2 separate regions of the Hordeum vulgare genome follow, and region 1 is linked to region 2. The links are chromatin contacts, called in public Hi-C maps. All regions are on one chromosome and are shown on one strand. The core of a region is the stretch at or near the end of the contact, and the rest is flanking DNA. Distances in the headings are between cores, read along the strand shown.

The links. Hi-C and Micro-C count contacts between places; a contact is called where the count stands out from the background.
Region 1: a Hi-C map of leaf shows a contact between it and region 2, with 2.3 times the contacts expected there. The contact joins two enhancer-like sites. A contact is called at or near these places in 2 of 6 Hi-C or Micro-C datasets (leaf and seedling).

Annotation. Positions count from the first base shown.
Region 1 is chr3H:243,213,493-243,220,681 of MorexV3_pseudomolecules_assembly, reverse strand. LOC123443604 (ERI1 exoribonuclease 2-like) reads left to right here. Exons shown (of 4, transcript XM_045120065.1): 4 at 2,304-3,149. The coding sequence ends at 2,790. Among protein-coding and RNA genes, the nearest start is that of LOC123443604, 8.8 kb to the left of the region's middle. Within about 2 kb of position 5,006, at least 2 of the 3 cell types and tissues checked have open chromatin away from gene starts, as enhancers often do. A contact at or near this core is called in leaf, where this site is marked.
Region 2 is chr3H:243,050,653-243,058,201 of MorexV3_pseudomolecules_assembly, reverse strand. No RefSeq gene overlaps it. Among protein-coding and RNA genes, the nearest start is that of LOC123443604, 170 kb to the left of the region's middle. Within about 2 kb of position 4,036, at least 3 of the 3 cell types and tissues checked have open chromatin away from gene starts, as enhancers often do. A contact at or near this core is called in leaf, where this site is marked.

The DNA.
Region 1 (7,189 bases), core at 3,757-6,256, 160 kb before region 2:
TGATTGCAGTCTGTATCTAATCATATGCTGTTAACAAAGATGTACGGGTTGGTTCTGTGGATTTCTACGTATCTTTTTTTGTGAGTAACACCTCTAGAGGGGCAAGGGCGTTCCAGTATTTCATATAGAAGAAGAGAGTTGCCCTTGCCAGGTTAATTAGGGGAAACCTGGTGAGAACAGATACAAGGGGCATTACGAAGCCCCCACCGGATTACAACACGATGGAGGCAGAGAAAAGGCGTGACACCAAATACACCAACATACCATATACTGAAGCCCATGAAGGAAAACATCCACCACACTGATGAACTCCTGGCCACCCTCCTCCAAGCAAGGCTAGATCCGGCATGGCACGCTCAATGAGTAGCAGGCAGATGCTTCGCCAAGCACTGACCACTAAACCGCCAGCACCACCGTTGGAGGAGAAAGAAACCAATTCGCGAAGAGGAGTGGAATTGAGCCACCCCATCATAAGTAGTGAAGGATGCGTGCCTCAAGAACCATGCGCCGAACGCAGCCTTCGACACCCTGACAAACTACTTACATTAAAAGATTTATTAGATAATAAAAAACAGAGGATCTTGAGTACTATTCGAAATTCAGAAGAATTGCGTAGAGGGACCATTGAGCAACAATTTGGGGCCGCCACCCGGGCTCCAACAAACCTCCACTCCCCGCGGATCCTCCTGCACCACCCCGACATCCACCGCCCACATGTGGGCTGGAACGTCTCACGAACCGACCATCTCGCAGCCCAGCCCTGGCCACACGGGACGATCAACCACAACCGACAACTGTTCGGGCGGCCTCCAACTGCCCTAGCAGGCCGGACAATCACTCGAAAGCACTGTGGCATGGCTCCCCCACATAGAGCCACCACCGTGATGTATTCCAAGCCGCCCCCTCCCGCCCTTCACCTTCGCAGATCTGAGAAGAACTACCGCACGGGGCTGCTACGCCGGCATCCTCCGCACCCATCAGCGAAGCTACCGACATCAGTAGCTACACCACACACCCGACCTGTTGCAGGTCCAAGCCTGGGTGGGAGGCGTGCCAACCGGAGGCAGAGGGTCGAGGCTGCCTGCTTGGAGATCACGACACCGGAAGGCGCCACCATAACGTTGAGGGCACAACAAGGAGGGGGAGGGGGGGGGGGTTGTTTGCTTGCTCGAGACCACCATCTGGCGTCGGCAGTCACAACGTCTACCATGCATAGGGCCTCTGCTGCTGCCCACCGCATGTCGGTGCCCGCTCGTGCAAGAGGAAAGATGCCCGGAATCGGTAGGGGGGAGGTGGAGGAGGGGATTGTTTGATGGCGGCTAGGGTTCGCCTTCTGTGTCGTGCATGCAGAGCGATGTGGGGGCCTTTCTTGTTGGACACAAGATGTTCCACTCTTTGTCATATGTTATAGTTCAACACGCAGCTGTACTCCTGTCCTATATGGATTGATACGATTTGACCAATCAACAACTTGGATGGGGGCTTGGAGCTGGTCCTCCTGTGGATGCTCATCCTCACCCCCAACCAAACACTATCATGGACGATGGAGAAGGCCAATTCAAAACTAAGTTAAAGAGTTTTTGATTAAACCAGATTATGAGATGAAGTAAATCAAATGTACAGCCTAAAGAGTTTTTGGTCGCTTTGTTCTTTCTTGCTCTTACAAAAACTGTTGCTCCCTCCGATCCATATTACTTGTCGCTCAAACGGATGTATCTAGCACTGAAATGCGTCTAAATACATCCATTTGAGCAACAAGTAATATGGATCGGAAGGTGTATTTGTTTTCCAGTATTTACTATTTAGCATTTTTGGATATTAAATGTTCTGCTATCACGACCATGAATTTATAAATTGTCTGCACTTGTTTGGAATGCAATAAGCCTGCACAGAATGATGCAATACCTAGATTTCCATTCAAAATCCGTTTTTCCATGTTGGTCATTGAACCTTTATAACTTGCAGAAAAAGATATATGCTATTCCAAAAGATTTTGAAAAAGTTGAAATATATGCAGAGTGTTCATTTATTATGTCACTTGCTGTTTTATATGCTAAAAGTGATAAATGGATCAATGGGTCTTTGTCCATATATGCAACTGATGTTTCCGGGGACATGATTTCTCATGGATGATGATAAATTGATAATCAGTAAATAATCTTTTATAAATAGTAATATGCTATTTTTAATTTTCTTCTCATTATATTGTCCATATATGCCTTTGAGGTCAAGTCCCTATGTTGTATATTTAGAGAGAACAAGTTATCCTGGTTGTGACTCTAATATGCACAATTTGTAATCAGGTGGATCAACTTGAAGGTCCCTTTCCAGGAAGTCTATGGGGGTGTCCGGTGCAACTTGAAGGATGCCGTTCAGTTAGCTGGTCTGACATGGGAGGGTCGTGCCCACTGTGGTCTTGACGACGCTCGCAATACTGCTCGCCTCCTTGCGCTGTTGATGCACCGGGGATTCAAGTTCTCCATCACCAACTCGCTTATGTGGCAGCAACCTGCTCCGCAGGCAATAACGTGCCAGCCATCCCCATCCCCTGACCGTTCTCCAGACCTCACCCTTTTGCAGCAGCATAAGGCAAGGGAGATGCTGGGACCTCATCTCCATGCTAACCCATATGCCGTCAAGGCCGCTGGACAGGTCTGCTTCTGCGGAGCGCCAAGCAGGCCAAGCACTGTACGCAAACCGGGTCCGATGCAGGGAAGGCATTTCTATGGATGCGGCAACTGGACCGTCACAAGGCGGGCCATATGCACGTACTTTGCGTGGGCGTCTTGAATATAACTGACGCCCTGTCCTGAGCGGAGGGCTGGTGCTTTAACTAGGGGAGGCTACTAGTGCCTCCCCCTTGGTATATATATGATATATGAGTTTGCTCATAATACAATGGGAGTTGACTAGGTAGTGTCTAACCTGTCATACTGACTTCTGTTGATAGAAGAGAGTGGGGATGAGATGCTGCTTAGGATGCTTTATCCGCGAATAATCTTGAAGTTTGTGGATGCTTGTGTTTTTTTTCTTTTAACTCAAATGGAACTCTGGTAGAGAAGGTGTGCTTTGTGAGTAGATGTTGAAAGTGTGGATTGTGTGTGTTTAGTGCCTTGCTATTGATAATCAAGAACAAGTTACATATGGAACTTGAATCGCATCTGAAGATGGAACCAGTAGCCGGAATGATTATTATTTTTGCCTTTTGAGGGTTGCAACCGACTTTTCTCTTTTCTCTTCATCCAGTTTGCTGTTGAATTGACCATTCTTACAAACAAACTGTAGGTGTTATTTTCTGCAAAATCCACCTCTAGGTATCTATGATGTATTAGCTGTAGAAACTGCCCTAGACCTCCTTTGGTTTACGGGAACTGTAGAGGACATGAATTTTAAAGGGAAAATTTCTTTGGAGCCTTTTGGTTCTAGGAATGGATTCCTATTCCTATTTAGCCTTTTGGAGCCTTCTCGTTTCAAAGGGAAAATATATTAGGCTAGCTTGATGGAAAAATTCCTATAGTATGCATCAAATGAGATCACTTTTAATTGCGGTACATGTCTTCATTTTTCCTATGATATTTCTGTTGTACTATGAACCAAAGGAGCCCCTAGACTAAATGAGATTTGTATATTTCTTCTTATTTCTACCATATTTCTTGAGAAAAGTATACTTTTTGTCCTTCAACTCTTGGTGAAGTCTAGATTTGGTCCCTCAGCTTCAAAACTGGACAACTTGCACCCTCAACTACTAAAACTGGACCAGCTTCATCCTTGGTCCTGGCTTTGAGTGGTTTTGATGCTGACTCATCCCGGTTTTAACCGGTGCTGACTTAGGTACTTGTATACTTTTAAAATCCGTGAATCTTTTGAGATTCATGTATTTTTTCAAATATGTGTACTTTTCACCATAAAGATTTCAAATTCACAGCTTTTTGAAATCCGCACTATTTTCAAATCCACATACATTTTCATGTTCATGTATTTTTTCAAATCCAGATATTTTTGTTTAGTTCACGTATTTTTCTCAAATTCACCTACTTTTTTCAAGTTCTTGTATTACTTTCAAATCCATGTGATTTTTCAAATTTATGAACTTCTACAGAAAGTAGGCGGATTTGAAAAAATCACGTGAACTTGAAAATGGTACGCGGACCTGCAAAATAGTAATAAATGGATTTGAAAAAAGTACGTGAATTTGAGTCAAAACCGGCAAAAGTCAGCACCAAAACGGGTGAAAACCAAGAACCTTCGGAGTTTAGTAGTTGGGGGTACAAGTTGTCCGGTTTAGAAGATGAGGGACCAAATCTAGACTCTGCCAAGAGTTGAGAAACGAAAAATATAATTTTCTCATATTTCTATCATACAATGTTTTTTGACTATTTACTGTAGGGGAATACCTTACAGTCCTTTATTCCAAAAGATTTTGCCCAGGCTTATTTAAATTAGTAATAAATGGATTTGAAAAAAGTACGTGAATTTGAGTCAAAACCGGCAAAAGTCAGCACCAAAATGGGTGAAAACCAAGAACCTTCGGAGTTTAGTAGTTGGGGGTACAAGTTGTCCGGTTTAGAAGATGAGGGACCAAATCTAGACTCTGCCAAGAGTTGAGAAACGAAAAATATAATTTTCTCATATTTCTATCATACAATGTTTTTTGACTATTTACTGTAGGGGAATACCTTACAGTCCTTTATTCCAGAAGATTTTGCCCAGGCTTATTTAAATTCACTCCCAGCGAGAGTTGAACCCATGACCTGGGGTGCTACATTTTTTTAGACAAACCTGGGGTGCTACTAAGAAGGCTGTAACCACCACAATATTTTTCGTTGAGTAAGCCCAAGCAAAAAGAAGAGAAAAAGCCTGGTCAAGATGCACATTCTGTACAAATCTGCTTAACTGGCGGACGGTGTTTTGGAAAGAAAAAGAAACGGAAACTGATCCACTACAGCCGGATGTGACATCCGTATCCTCAGCTACATCGCGTGAGCGACATACGTCTCATAGAGCCACCAACTGCTTGTCTTTAGCCGAAGCACCTCATCCACTCGTTTTTTGTCCAAACGACTGTCTCATCTCATCTTCCTCTCTCTCATTTCGCATCTCGCCGGAGAAGCGGCTCTGCCGCTGCTACGAGACAAGGGGGCTGACGAACTTGCGAGCCCGCAATTGCTGCTGCGAGCTAGTGCTGCTAAGGGTCTGTCGCTGCAGCTTGCCAAAGTTGCGGGGGCGAGGTCGTCGGCATCGTGTTTGCTGCGTGAGAGGCCGATCGCGGCTGGAAGAAATACTGCAAAGGGAGCGACAGAGTTGCTGCTGCGACGGCTACCGGCGACACATGAAGACGATGTTAGAAGGGGAGTTGTTCTAGCGCCGACGTGCTGCCATGGCGGTCATGTGGTGATGTGACGGCCATCATGCTGCAAGTACGGTACAGCGATGACGCCATCGTGCTACCATGGCCGTCATGACTTGAGCCGGTGTTGCGACGACCATCATGTTGCAAGAAGTGTTGTGACGGTGTCAGGTGCGCTAAAGAATGGACCTTTAGCACTCATGACTTGTGCACGGACTGTAGTAGCCATGCCCGCGGCGAGGCCTGCCAGGGACGACAGGAAGCAGATGCGAAGCCATCAAAAAATCGCCTAGATCAGCAGGCATGAAGACAAGAAGGAAAGAACCCCGGCAAGATCAGGATGGGGACATGTAGAGCCCCGGCAAGGCAACTACCCCGACAAGACCTTCGACGCCTACCCAGGCAAGAGCACCTCTCCGGAGTGCTGCATCGCTACCTGGGGTGCGCCCACAAAGGCACCCAAGGCCACAAGCCCAGAAGACTGAAGACATGGCCCCCGGCGGGACTCTTGCCAAGGGAGGCCAACGAAGCCCCGACAAGGCCCTTGCCGGGAGAGTTAGCAACGCTCCCGTGCGGCTCGTCCCCGACAGGATCCCGACTCGCCCCTGTGCCAGCGCATCGGCCAGCTGCCCCTCGCCACTTGATACGCGTCAGTTCGCGCGACGCGTGTCGAGCGATATCTGGTGAGAACAATGTCGAAGGGACGCGCCCCTGTCCCATCTCTCGGACACGTGACGAAACATTAAATGCGTCTGCTTAGACGCCAAAGACATTGTATTCAACTCTACATCTCGTGGGTGCACTGTTTGACTCTGCATGCTATGAGAACCCTATGCTGCCACTGTTGGTGACCCCTTAGACCTATAAAAAGAGGCCTTGGGCATGCACGAAGGGGAGGATAGCTACTCAATCAGCCAAGACATACCTAGCAGTTCATCATCTATCATCGAATACATACACATAAAGCATGAGTAGGGTATTGCACTTTTGCAGCGGCTCGAACCTGGGTAAATCGTCTCCTTTGTGTCGGCCGTTTGGTCTGCTCTTGGTGCACCCGTCTCCCCCTCCGAATCACAAGGGACGCCTCTAGGTCCCATAGGTGCTCGTGATCTGCCACGACATCTCTGGCGCGCCAGGTAGGGGAGAAGAAGGTGTGCTGACCTAACCTAGCGGTCAGGACTTCAGTTCCACCATCGTCACCATCGCCACAACCCACAAGAGGAGGGCGGCCATGGCGGCTAATCGGTCCGCGACCACCGCATCAGCAACGGTGCTGACCGACGGCGACTTGGACGAGGGCGAAGGAGGCAGGGTCCCTAGGCTTCCACATACTCCAACAGTCGCACCTCCCTCGAGGGTGCAGCGTTGCTTTCGAGCACGTGCCGGGGGCTCCGGCAAGACCTCTGGCACCCACTCCAGCAAGCGCACCTCTCGTGAAGTGATGCGCTGTTGTCGAGGGCGTGCCAGGGGGCTACGACAAGGCCCCATGTGCTCGCTCCAGCAAGCGCGCCTCTTAGGAGTGTTGCACGGCTGAGCAGCCCCGACTAGACGATGCATCATTGCCGGGGCCGTCGCTCCCTAGGAGGCCCGACATCGCCCTAGTCGCCTCCAGGCCGGCAAGATCCTTGTCGGCTTCCCATGAAGCACGGCTGCCCGGGGCTCCCAACAACCATCCTTTCCGCAAGTCTTGCCAGCAATGCATGTAAACCTTTGCACAAAGCCAAGCACAAACCTTCTGCACAGCGAAATAAAAGTTAAGCATTCCGCATTTCTTGCCGATTTTCATACTTGTTAGTGTGCGTAGTTGTGCGTTACGCTTACCTCCGGCAAGTGTCGACGAAC
Region 2 (7,549 bases), core at 2,787-5,286:
TTGAAATCCATGGGCAGGCGGTCTGCTCTAAAGCCAGGGAGAGGATTCTCGCCTGGTGGAGAAGTGTCTCGGCAGTAGAACCATGACTCGGCCCAGCCTTTGGGATGGCTGGGCAAAAGAACTGTCGGGAATCCACGTTCGCGGCGTCTCTGGATGTTAACTCATCCAAGCTCATGGTTGGGATCGTTGGGGAACTCGGTCTGGCGGTTTAGATGGAAGAAGTTCCAGAACAAGGGGATCATGGGTTCTCTATGCAAATACACTTTACAGAAGACCTGGAACTCGCATAAATTGCTGATGGAGTAGGGTCCTAGGTCTTGCAGATGGAGGTTGAGGAAATGCAGGACATCCCAGAAAAACTTTGACCCCGGCGGCTTAAACCCACGCTCAAGGTAATCGGTGAAGATCACTACTTCTCCTGGAGCAGGGATGGGGGTCAACTCTCCCAGGGCGGTTCTCCAACCATTGGTTTCCTTACCGTCGAGGAGACCCGCCTTAACGAATTTCTCAAGCATGGCATCGTCGACTTTGGTTGCCAACCAATCACACCTCGTAATGGCCATGACTACAAAAAATGGAGTATGAGGCGACTCAGTAAAAGACTAGGGTATGTTTTAACCCGCCAGTATGGGCCTACGGTGTTCACAAAAAGTTTGCTAACCCGCCAAACGGTTGACGTGCATCGTAGCCCATTATTTGGGCGGTCTACGAGTATATCTTCAAGGGTGTTCTAACTCGCCCTTCAGACTGGAAGAGAAGGCATCATGGCTATAGTAATAAAACTAAGTCGCTATGAAGACTGAAGGGCTAAAATAGAAAGATATTCCCTAGAGTAATGATGATGAACTATGAACATAACACAACTACGGTGTTGGTCAGCAGTATGTGGGTTAAACTAGCAGGAGGACATGATTAAGTACCCGAAGCTTGTTACTACCTAAAGCCAATCACTGGAGCAGGGGACGAATCTAAAGCAGTTCAAGGTGTTCATTGCATTAAGAAGCTAGTTCGCAAGAGGCTGTGGTCATGGCGTTCTTGGACTAACCCTAAGTGGGGGAAGATGTGTACCTGTAAACAGGAGATCGTCGTCGGGGACGAATGCTCAGAGCTTCGTGTTCCTTGGCGCCCGAAAAGTCGTGGTCGGTGGAGAAAGCCCCCGGAGCCGGAGATGACACCGGGGCACTAGTGCTTGGAGATGACGTCGGAGTGTTGGCGCTCGGAGCCAAGGTGCGCAGGGAAGACGAAGACGAGGTTGGTGACGGGTCACTTTCCCCCCATTTCTCTTGTTATTTAAAGGGCATGAACGGAAAATGAGGTTGTCGGGGCGGAGATCGAGGCGACAAGTTAGAGACCGCGATGATGGCGCCTAGATTTTTGGGATAAGCAATTATGGGAAAAAGATCTGTTGACGGTTACAGTGTTGAGGGCCCTGGAACCAAGGGGATGAGGTGACGCCATTCAATACTATATGGCGACTCAGGATAAGTACAATGGATGGCAACTTAACATTCGCCGAAGGATGGAAATGGGGAGAGTCGCCCCAAGATTATGGGAGTTATTCGCACGAATGAATTCGTAACAATCTGGGGCCTAATGTTGGGGATATTACCTATGGGTAACCCACCCTTAATGGGCCGGGTGACCAAAGGGGCGACTCACCTTCAATTATGCGTTCAATGGCCCACGAGCTATAGGGCGGTTCATAAAGATCGTGCGGATGATGGAACGTCAAGGAAGCTCCTGATCGTGGGGAACACGGCGACTTAGAGATAAGGAAAGCTACCAAGAGTAGGATGGAAGGACTTTGTAAACCCTAGGGCCTCGACCTGTATATAAAGCCGAGCCCCAGGGTAAGGTCAGGCGAGTTAGAGAGAATCGAGAGCTAGGTCAGGCGAGTTACGCCTTCCTTGTAATCGAAACCACCATTAATCCATACAAAGCAGGACGTAGGCTTTTACCTCCTCACGAGGGGCCGAACCTGGGTAAATCTGAGTCTCGCTTTCGCTCACCCCCTTTGAGTCCCCACCAAGGTACAACGGCTCCATCTCTAAGTCCTTTAACGAGGACATCTGCCGTGACAAAACCACGACACCTAGGCATAACGATCTCTCTTATACGTCTCGAGGAGGAAGGGATGGCCGTCTGATCGAGCTCCAGGGTATCAATGGTGATCCCCTGGTTCGTACAGGAGGTGACGAACGCAGCGAAGAAGAGGAACACGTTGGTGGGCTCTGGGCCTAAACTAACAATACTAGGCCACATTCCTTCTCTCTGTGGTAAAAGTTTTGCACAAGAAAAAAAACAAGGCAGGCATCTTCGAAATACTAGATGGGCCAAAGAGAAAGGGTTTTAAAAAAAAAAATTTATCTCTGGGCTTCTAAAAAACAGGCTCCAATTTATAGAAATAAATTGGGCATTTTTGGAGAGCAAACTTTAAATGTCTTTTATTTGAATAAGACTGTGTTTTAAAATAAACACAAACAAGAAAATAAATCCAAAACCAGAGGGGTTGCCTCCACAATTCTCAAAAGGATTTTAGGAAAAGATCACCATTTTATTTCACCCAAAACAGAATTTTTTTAACTCCATCAAAGAAAAAAAATAAGAGAGGAGAGAAGGGGTTTGGCAAGACTTTGGTGCACAAGGGTTTTGAGAAGATAAAATTAGTTGGTCCCCATAACACAACAATCACATGCCACACTCATATACCACTCCACTTTCATCACCAAGGGTGCAACACAAAACCAAATATAAATGATGATGCCATGATGCACATGAAATGAAGACATAATGATGGGCTCACACCTCATCTAATACCATATCAAGGTTGCAATACAAGGAAAGATTACAAGGAGGGGGACGAATTGCATTGGGGTTGTCACACTAACCCTACCACTTTGACTAACACCTAAAGATAGTAGGATCTGGAGATTTTGGTTAGCATAAAATCTCTTTAGGAGCCTCTGGCATTTCATCAAACACTTAGGATGCATGGCCACATTTGACATGGACTTTGATATGCACTGTGGAATTGCCCCAATGCCCTATCCAATATGTCTAGCAGGTGTGCCCTAACCCCAAACCTATATCTGGAAGTTTGGAGGAGCATTGGACGTAGTTGGAGAGGAGGGGCATTCTGTCGAGCATGCGTTGTGCATGCTGTGGGCACGCCTAGAGCGCACGTTTAGCACGCGCACAACCGAGACGCCGCATCCAAGTTCCCCTTGCCCCTTGCCAGCTGTTGCAGAGTCGCGTCAAACCTCCCCGACCATTGGTCGCCCCGGCCTGTGCTGCGCAGCGCTGCCACAGCGCGACAGCCGTGGCGGCTAGCCGACATCAGCACTACCGCTGTTATGGCCGGTGCCGCCCGAGCCTCCTCAACACGCCAGCTGCCCCTGGACCACTCCCCTGCATCGCCCCTTGCTGCTCCGACACGCTGCTGCCCCTGCTGTGCCGCTAGCTCACCCATGCCTCTCATGTGCTGCCGTAGATACTGCCATCGATGATCTTACCTTCGGCCACCGCGGGCACTCACACCCTGGTTATATATAGCCCACCTTGAGCCCGTTTTAGTTCAACACTAGACCGTAGAAGCCATAGGAGACCACCCCCTTCACTCGATTTGGCCGGAGGCAGCCGTCTTCCCCAGCTCCGGTATGCCTCGACCGCCCCATCCCCGGCATAAATTAGCCACCCTTGGGCCCCCTCCGACGCTGTTCTTTCCGGGAATCGAACTGCACGAGAATCCCGTGTGTTTTCCCCTCTCTGCGTGGCTCGGGATGGACCCGGGGCGAAGCCCCCTTGCTAGCCGCACCGCCGTCCGCCAGCCTCGTTGTCGCCGGAGCTCCAGAGCCCCCTGGAGGTCGTGCCGCACCTCCCGCAAGCCGTCGTGAATCCCTGAGCGCGATGGTACCCTCAGGTGCCCGTAAGATGGCCCAAGTCGCCGGCGGGCACCGGCGGAGGCCTTCCCTCCCTTCGGCCCGAGGAGGAAGAAAGCAGGCTTGACCCAGGTCAAACCTGCCGGTGGCCCCCGCGTGCCAGCAATAGGACAGAGCCGCCGCCCGCGTAAGTGGAGACTCCTTCCACCAAGTACGCCTCTCCCTCGCGCTTACGCAGTCCCTGTCGAACCGTTTTGTTTAAAAAAATAGATCTTTGACCCAGGTTTGGCTGGCCACAACTTTTAAATTAAAACTCCAAATGAGTTGATTCTTTTTCTCACCTCTTTAAAATTTTATCTAGTTTATTTTAGTATTTATTTAAAAAATTTCTAAGACAACTTTATGTACTGTTTTTAAATTGTGTGTTAATTAGAATATTTTCAAAACAAGATTTTGGAGAGAGGAGACTTACTTCAAGATTCTGGGGTACACATCGCCCTCCTCAAACTCCAAAGGCAAGCATCTTGAACTCAAATTTGCATAAATTTGTGTGATGTTTGTGATGGTGCATCTATTGCGTGATTTTTAGATTATATTAATAAGAATCTCGCATGAAATAATACCTTGCATAAGGGCATGTGATGGATATTGTTGTTGCTAAGTTTGTGGAAGGCAAGTGGTGAGTGGTTACTGCCTCATACTTCGTATGCTATCTTGGTCTAGACAACCTCGGAGTAAGGTGTGTCTGGTGGAAATGGGACCATGGGATGACACCTCGTTGGACGAGAGTGGTCAGTGAAAGCATGTCGGGGTGTGATGGTAGTAACCCTGAGATAATTCCGTCAGCAAGATTGTGTAGTACTAACCCTTGTAGGAAAATATTAATCTTCCTAGGTCGACCGTAGATTGAGTCTTGTCTGTGTGTCACCTTACCTTCGTCCTACCGCATGTCTTTTCGATAGGGAATACAGTCTAGTAGGTCGTAAACCTATTACCAGGTACACACCAAGTAGAGAGGCCGGGATGAAGGTATCCATGGCCCTAGACTTAATCCAGTCATCTGGTCAGGAGGCATGGGTGTTTCCGGTCTTGGACCGAGAGGGAAGAGCTATCCCCTTATAGTGCGCAATATAAATTTGATCCCATGCTAGTCGAGGTCGGAGCCTCCCCGTCTTATGGTTTTTCCCTGGCAGCGTAGTCCGGGTGAAGCCGGGCTTCGCGAGGGTAAAAATGGGTGTGTACTGGTTCTGAGTGTTTACATCGAAAATACCATACGCTGGATTAGTCCGAGTGGCTATTGAAACCCGTGGGGTGTGGATAAAGGGTACACCCTCTGCAAAGTCAAAACTATTCGACTAGCCGTGTCCATGGTCAAGGACGACTGGTTGACTAGTCAAGTGTCGGTCTGAGTGTCAGTCTTCGGAGGAAGTTAAAGAAATCATGAGACTAATCAGGAAATGTGGTGGATGATCATACTATTATTATTATTACTTTGGACTAACCCCTATGATTATGATTGTTGGATATCCCTCTGACAGTTCTACCTCCTGAATATTCAATATTTATTATTATTTTAAGCTTTTTTCAGTGGTGTCGCTCAGACGCCCGACTGAGGCATGCTTTTTATTATTTCTTATAAGCTCTTTCTGTGGTGTCGCTCAGACGCCCGACTAAGGCATGCTTATTATTATTTCTTATAAGCCCTCTCTGTGGTGTCACTCGGACGCCCAACTGAGGCATGCTTATTATTATTTCTTCTAAGCCCTTTCTATGGTGTCGCTTAGACGCCCGACTATGGCAGCTGTTATTACTTGCATGTGAGCCCTTTAGGTGGTATCGGTCCGAGGCCCGACTGTGGCACACATGTTCTTATTTATTTATTATTACCTTCCTTGCTTGTTTATACAACATTGGTGGCGAATTGCTGATCTGCATAATTGCATCCATGAATTAAATTCTAATGGCATGTTAGAGTTATTAGGTGGATTATGCATGCATCTCACCTGCTTTAACTTATTTGTTTTCTTGATGTTGGCGAGTACATTCAAAGTACTCACTAGCTTGTCCGTGGGTATTGTATTGGCCAGATTGCGTTCGGAGAGGAGCACGATGCCGTCAACCCCGGAACCTAGGAGCCCAGGATAGCAGCCTTGTGAGATAGGAATTTATCCAGGTCATCTGTTCCTGCGGGAATGGAGTCCCATGGACACTGGAGAATTCCTCGAGTCGCTTCTGCCGTCAACCTCAGATTTTTGTCCAAACCCGTAGACCTTATGGTCTTCTAACCCAGATTTTGTATTTTGTTTGGATATGTTGTATCAAGTGAGTGTCTACGAGCTAACAACAATCATGGGGCTGGTGAACACAAAGACCTATTTTCTGGAATTTATTTTCTGAAAAACCGATCGCCACAGTTTTCGCAAAGTTGCATTTTGCGAAGCTCGAATTAAGCAAACCATGCCTCTTTTGAGTGTGTGCAATGGAGTGATTTGTAGTATGCTATGTCTAGTTGCTATTAGTAGGTTTCCCATGCCATGTATGTTATGCTTAGCTGTAGATTTCATCATGTGAACATGCCATGAAAATGTTGCTGTTTGTAGGGTGAAAATAATTCTAAGTGTGAGAATCTAATTATTTCAGAATGCCATGTTGTGTTGATGCTAGCTATGAATGTGTCCTTAATTACACATTGCTAAAATGGAAGGAAATGAAGTGAATCATGCCTACTACCATGTGGTAAATTCATGCCATTATATGACCTATAGCATATGTTTTTCTTGCTGCCAGTATGCCTTCATGATAAAACTGCTATGATAAAAACTGCCATTTTCACTATGTGTGAAATTGTGTCCAACTAGCCATCTTGTGAGCTCATTTCCTAGTGATCCATGATTCTATTAAATTTGTTGTTGGGAGATGAATTGTTGGACATAATGTCAACTAATATCCCATGTTTTGTTTGTGCAATTTCTATTCATGTAGCTCGTTGTTTTGATGTGTGCAAAATGCCATGTTGCTGTTTTGGACAGATTAGTACTATAACTTGTATTGGTTGTATTTGTCGAACCGTTGCTCTGTTTTTGAACATGCCATATATGAAACTTGCCTACAATTTCATGTAGTTTCATAATATCTTGATGAATCTATTATTTGGTATGTTTTTGGTTCTCATTTGCATACATTTTTCACTCATGGCATATTATCTTGTGTTGGTCATATCTTTTAGACCATAACTCCATTTTAGATGATCCATATATGTCAATCGACTAGAATGACGTGTAGAATATCATGGTGCATTTTGTTCCCTGTTTAAATAATTATAAAATATGATTAATTCAGATCTGGAACAAATTTGAAATTAACATGTGGGGTCGTTTCATAAATACTATAAGTTGTCTCCAACCTCATTTAAAATGCCTAGATATATATTTTATTTATGCTTCACCTCTTTCCATGTTTAACAATAGTTAAATTTGTCATGTACCTAAACGGGAGTGAACTAAGTAATTCAGATATGGGGTTTCATCAATATGCAACTCGTTGCATATTGAGCTTCACTTAATGTGTCGGAGTTGATTGTTGTGTCTTGCCATACCATGCATAATTAATTAAACATGCATCATATTTGTGTGTGCATCATGTCGTGCGTATGTGGTGGTATACCATGTGTT